Linked DNA regions of Mus musculus: region 2 is linked to region 1. Evidence: chromatin contacts called from public HiChIP or PLAC-seq data. All regions are on one chromosome and are shown on one strand. The core of a region is the stretch at or near the end of the contact, and the rest is flanking DNA. Distances in the headings are between cores, read along the strand shown. Region 1 overlaps Mecom (MDS1 and EVI1 complex locus). Region 2 overlaps Mecom (MDS1 and EVI1 complex locus).

Region 1 (2,846 bases), core at 171-2,670:
AATCAAGCAATGAGAGCCCTGCCAAGCAGAGACCTCCGAGAAGGAGCCAGGAAGTCTTCAACTCAGGGCTTAGAACAAGGATGGCTAAGCCACCTTTAATGAGACAGGTCACTCAGAAGTTAGAATAGCTGTATCAGTATGTGGTCACATGTAACTTTTTAAAATAATACTTTTGAAGTTATCACATTGTTTTCCCTTTCCTCCCTCTAATTCCTCCCATGCACCTCTCTTGTTAATCTCAAAGTCGTGGCTTCTTTAATTGTCATTATTCTCTCCCTCTTGCTCTCTCCTTCTCTCTCTCTTCTTTTCTCTTTCTTTTCTCTCTCTCCCTCCTCTCTCTCATAAACACACACACGCACGCACACACACACACACACACACACACACACACACACACACACACACACTCACATATATATATACTACATCCTCAAATCCATATAATGTTACCCGTATACCTAAATGTATATGACATCATGGCCAACCACTTTGTATCAAATGTTCAACTGAAGGAGTCTTCCTGGAGGAAGACTGTATCTGCCACTCAGAATTGTGCAGTTGCCCATAATTGTCTAAGTTGAGGACCTGTTCGATTCCTCCCGTCTACACTAGCTTGTCTATTGATGGCATCACTGTTCAAGTCTTGCCTAGGCAGCCATGTTGATGAGACTTCATGAGATTAGCAACCATCTGCATGAGTTGAATAACTGGCCTCACAACTTTGGGTTTTACTTTCAAACTATAAACACATAGTTTCTTTATAAGTAAATAAACCCTGACACACCTTCAACTATTAATTATGCATTTCAGAATCATTGTATATTTTGTTCCAATATATTTGTCACACTTATTTCTCTGAAATTTATTCATTCATAGATGAGTACTCCATCTGATAGTTGGGATGTAGGATAGTTATTTTCTTGTAGAAAATATATCAAGCTTAGCTTACATTGGCATACACTCTATTGGCTACATCTCTGATGGAAGTGGAAGCATTTGTCCACAAAATTTACTTGGTTGTTGAGAAAGGCCAGAATATTATGTGACAGAAGAGGCAGAGGGAATAATATAAATAGTCAAGATTTCTCCAGAGAAGTGACCATTTTTCCCTCCTTGGTTGAGTTGCTGTTGCTCTAGCTTTAGAAGAACCAGAATCTAAGACTCAGGTCTACCCAGAACTTTAGGATTTTCTTCAAGCCTTGAATAAAAATATGAAGACTGAATAGTTGCCTAGCTTCACTGTACAAGTCCAGAATGAACTGTCACACTGACATAAATATAGAGCCGCACCAGGACATTGATCAACATTTGCAGAGATTTTTCAGTTTAGATGCCAACCATTTAAAATTATCCTGGCAGAAGAGAAGGATACACTCAATGTTTTCTGGAAGAAACATGCAAATTACCTCATTCTTAAACCTTCCCTAGAGGCCATCATTATTTTTTATCCCATTCCCAGATATTACTCACAAAGTGAAAAAGGATGACCAGTTTCTTCAAATACTTTCGACACACTTTGGTGTTTATAATGTCTATTAGATCATTAACAAATTCCAGGTACATTTGACAAGGGCATTCTATTTCTCCAGCATTCTTCTTCCTCTTCTTCTTTCTTCATGGGTATCATTTTAATTCTATTTAGAACTAACTCTAAGATTAGAAACACCCTGAATTCCCATTTACGGGCCCCTTATGAGTCAGTTTCTCTGGTGCATGATCTTCGTGCTGGCTGTCTCTCTGGAAGTGTGTCATCACGTTCTTCGTGTTTGCTCAGCTCCAGCTTTGCTGCACAAGGACTTTCTTTTCCAGAGAATCAGTATCCCTGCCTCGTGAAAATCTGGAAATGGCTCTAGGCCTGCTCTGCAAGTACTAGGATGCTGGGAAGTCACAGATCCTGGCCTCAATCTCTACATCAGCAAAATCATGACAAGTGGGTACCAGAAAGTGGGAGCACGAAATCTAGATACACTCTCCCATCTTTCCTGCCTGTTCATCATTTCTCATTACTGAATTACTGCCACATAGACCCCCTTGCTCTACTGTGTATGATGGGGGGAGAGAGGGAGGGAGGGAGGGAGGGAGGGGAGAGAGGGAGGGAGGGATAAAGGAAGGAAGGAAAAGAGGGAGAGAAAAAGAGAGACAGAGAAACAGAAAGCAAGAGAGAGTGAGAGAGCAAGAAGAGAGCGAGCAAGGAGAGAGAGACAGAGACAGAGACAAGGGGGAAGAGGGGAGAGGGGAGAGAAGGGAGAAGGGAGAGAAGGGAGAGGGGAGAGAAGGGAGAGGGGAGAGGGGAGAGGGGAGAGGGAGAGAGAAGAAAGCTAGAGAGAGCACTCCTTGCCACAGGGCACTTGTGGGGACTAGAGCACACTTTTCAGGAGTTAGTCTTCTTCTTCCATGTGGTTTTGGAAGCAGCATCTCTCTCACTATTTCTGTTCCTGTGCTTTCTTCTTCAGGAGATCTGCTCTGTACCTTCCAGCCAATTATGTCTACACTTACACGCACACATAGGAGTGCTGGGGTGGCAAGTATGCCTCCCCTCTACTGCAGACAGCTTTTTAAAAGTAGGGTTGGGATCAAACTGAAGTAGTGGTGCTTGTCCCGCATCTACCTGTACCCACAGAACCGTCTCACTAGCTCTGTGTACTACATCTTTCCCTGCTGATAGCTAAACATATATGTTAGATCCAGGCAAAACATTTTGATGCCAACACTGAGCAACTCCCTGGGAGAAAATGGTCGTCTCTTGGATTTGTTTCATCTGTGTTCAGGTGGAAATCCACACTGTTGGATTTACTTATTTTTACTTCATCCTCTCTTAGGGACAAGCTTGGTCTCCATGGCAGTGA
Region 2 (2,892 bases), core at 340-2,839, 130 kb before region 1:
AACTGTCTTACACTGTGTGACTCAACGAGGCAGGAAGGATACTGTACAGACCACCTAATGCTACTAGTTATTACACATGTTGATAGTGACAATTCCCAGACACCAGGCAGGGTTTGGTAGTCTATGAAGTTGTCATATTATATCATTCCCTTAAATACCTAGCTTGTGTTACCACTTAACCATGTTGAAATTACCCCTTCTTCAATCATAAGTGTGGCTGGCATACACACACACACACATACACACACACACACATACACACACACACACATATATGCCTATACATATACACACACACATCTGTTCATATTTTTCTGAAAAGTTTTAAAAAATGAATAATGTTTTCTGAAATTAAACAAACAAAAAAAAACCCCAAAGTTTTCCTTTATGTTTTCAGTCACATTCCATCCCCACAATTTTGAACGATTTCACATTTCACATGATGGGGTGGGTGTCGGAAAACTCAATCCGCAGCCCTTTAGAGGGTAGAATGGGCCGGCAGATTGTGCTCGTTGGCAACATCTAGACTTGTTTTTAACAGCAGAGATATGGTATTTACAATGGAGCAGAGTTTGATCTTACTGGAGGGACCTTCCTCATCATGTTACCTCAGGACACAAATCACTGTTGTCCTTTTATTAACAAACCTGTGATAACAAGGATCAACTTCTCATTTAAAAAAAAAAAAAAAAAAACAAAACAAGACCAAAAACAGAACAGAAAAAGACTTCCCTGAGTTTGAGAGTCTAAGGAAATTTTGTTCTTTGGGGTACTCTCTGCTTCCTTTCCAGCCGAGTGTGGCGCTGTGGATGTTTAATTGCCCGCTTGCATTCCTCTTTCTCAGCAAGCCACAACCCCCTCTTCTGCCAGCCATGCATAAGTATTTTCTTTTCCTTATGCAGGACTCCTGGCTGGAAGAAAGTTCTTCTGTGTTGTAGCTGTAGGGAAGGTCTCCATGAGCTCTTCTGTGGAATGGACCTGAGCTCACGCAAGCTCCTTACTCATGTCTCAGACAGCGCAGTCTGGCTTAAGCACGAAGTGAGGCTCTCAGGGTCCTTTACTTCCTCCCGATCGCCATCTTCCAGGAAGGTTTTGCCTTTCCTCTTCTGGGAACAGTCTGATTCTCTTCTCTCAGTATATACTATTCTTCAGTGTCCTTGCGAGGGAAGTCATGGCTGGACTTTTTCCTTCAGTGTTTAGCTCCCCTTCTGAGACAAGGCGGTAGTACTTCTGGCAAGAGCCACCAAGCCACACTTAGATAACCCTCATAAAGAGACTGCGGCTCTCAGGTCCCACGCAGAACCCAGTGAAGCACATCCGTGGTCAAAGAGACCAGTCGTTCCCCATTAGTGACAGCGCATTAATGCTCCAGCATGTCTCAGCCACCTTTAAACGGTCTTGGTAAAGAAGCCAATCAGATCACTTCTTAACATGCTTTCCTCTGAAACCACCGTCAACAACATAAACAAATTAGCTATAGTAAACCACACATTCTGCCCACACAGAAACCACAGCCCTCACCAGAGGGCAGTGTACTTAATGTGAGAATAACAGCCCAGCTTTATAAGCCTCCACTGGGAATAAATTCCAGTTGCACTGGCTAGAGCAGGGCTGGGGAGCCAGAGCACGCTCTCGCCTAGGTTACGGATTGTGGGAGAGCCAATCGATTCTCAAAGTGTCTTTCCAGGAAATACATTTTCTAAGCTTTTGGCATGCCCAGTTTGGCAGTTCTCCAGCTTTCATTATGGGGATCTGCTATGGCTTCAGTGGAATGGTCCCAGACACAAACTGGCCCAACTCGCTAGCTCTTCCTCTCAGGTGGCTCCAGGGTTCAGAGGAGTTACCGGGTGGAAACCTCAAGGCAACTGCCTTTTTCATGGCCACTTTCCCAAGTTTATGATCCTCCATCTTGACCCCTGGGGAGTTGTGAAATATTCTCTATACCTTCCTCATGCTGATATACTTCCTTTCTTGACAATGGCTAGTCCTTAACCATCCAGTCCAGCCCTAAACCAGTGTGTTCCGTCATCAGTAAATTCCTGCCTGTGATAGTGTTTTCTTAAATACCTGTTTAAACAGTGATTTAGATAAGAGTGTCCCATTTGTGTGCAGCAGGAAATGCCTGCCTTCTTTTAGATATGCTGGCAAATAATTGCTGTAGATAGGGCCTGAACGCTGAAAGGCCGTACTCTGCTCACTGCAGATGCCTGAGAAGCGACCTGCCAGTAAGCTGTGATGTAAATACCGGCATTTCTATTCTACTTTAAATGGATTGGAAGCAAAGCCACTTTGGGGATATAAAAGGCTTATGAAAAAAAGCCAGTAGGTCAGAGGTTGCCAAAAATCTCTTAAAATTTTGTAGTGCTAAAAGAGAGTTCAGGCAAATGTTGCATTGTGAAAGGAATACAGACGGGCATGTAAGGAGTCTGGTCCTACCAGGCCTTCCAGTATAGACTGGTGACTAGGCTCACCAACAACAAAATATACCAAACATTAACCAGGTCATGCTTTCCCTCTAGGCCTTACCCACAGAACGTTAGTGTCTCTATTTTGTTTTCTTGGATTCTGTAAATAGATGCCAAAAGGCTCTAGCAATTTCTTTCCATCGCCATTTAAGAGAAGCTTAGCAAGGCCTATACCATAATATGAGAAATATATTTATGTATATATTTGCTATTTGTTTTCAATTCCTATTGTACTCTTGGCCCTGTCTGTTGCTACCTCTCCCAACCCTCTCTCATTCTGGATCTTTCTGACAGCAGACTAATGAAGTGCTTTGAATACTGTCAGGTAGCAAGGCCCAGAGGGAAGAAATGGATTAGGTCAGAACAAGGAAGCTAACTGAAACACTGAGAGTCAAAGGAGCTTGAAAGACCATTAGGAAAATTCCAC

Evidence for each region. HiChIP or PLAC-seq counts read pairs in DNA pulled down with a chosen protein or histone mark.
Region 2: an H3K27ac HiChIP or PLAC-seq map of heart atrium shows a contact between it and region 1, with 5 read pairs. The contact joins two enhancer-like sites. A contact is called at or near these places in 1 of 39 promoter capture datasets (stem cell-derived epiblast-like cells), 1 of 484 Hi-C or Micro-C datasets (the 3T3-L1 cell line), 2 of 115 datasets of contacts at active chromatin or transcription factors (heart atrium and pancreatic cancer cells) and 2 of 9 other capture datasets (adipose tissue and liver).

Annotation. Positions count from the first base shown.
Region 1 is chr3:30,119,910-30,122,755 of GRCm38.p6, reverse strand. All of the region lies in intron 2 of Mecom (MDS1 and EVI1 complex locus), which reads left to right. Among named protein-coding and RNA genes, the nearest start is that of Mecomos, 100 kb to the right of the region's middle. Within about 2 kb of position 1,420, at least 36 of the 459 cell types and tissues checked have an H3K27ac peak or open chromatin away from gene starts, as enhancers often do. A contact at or near this core is called in heart atrium and pancreatic cancer cells, where this site is marked.
Region 2 is chr3:30,245,383-30,248,274 of GRCm38.p6, reverse strand. All of the region lies in intron 1 of Mecom (MDS1 and EVI1 complex locus), which reads left to right. Among named protein-coding and RNA genes, the nearest start is that of Mecomos, 230 kb to the right of the region's middle. Within about 2 kb of position 1,589, at least 51 of the 459 cell types and tissues checked have an H3K27ac peak or open chromatin away from gene starts, as enhancers often do. A contact at or near this core is called in heart atrium and pancreatic cancer cells, where this site is marked.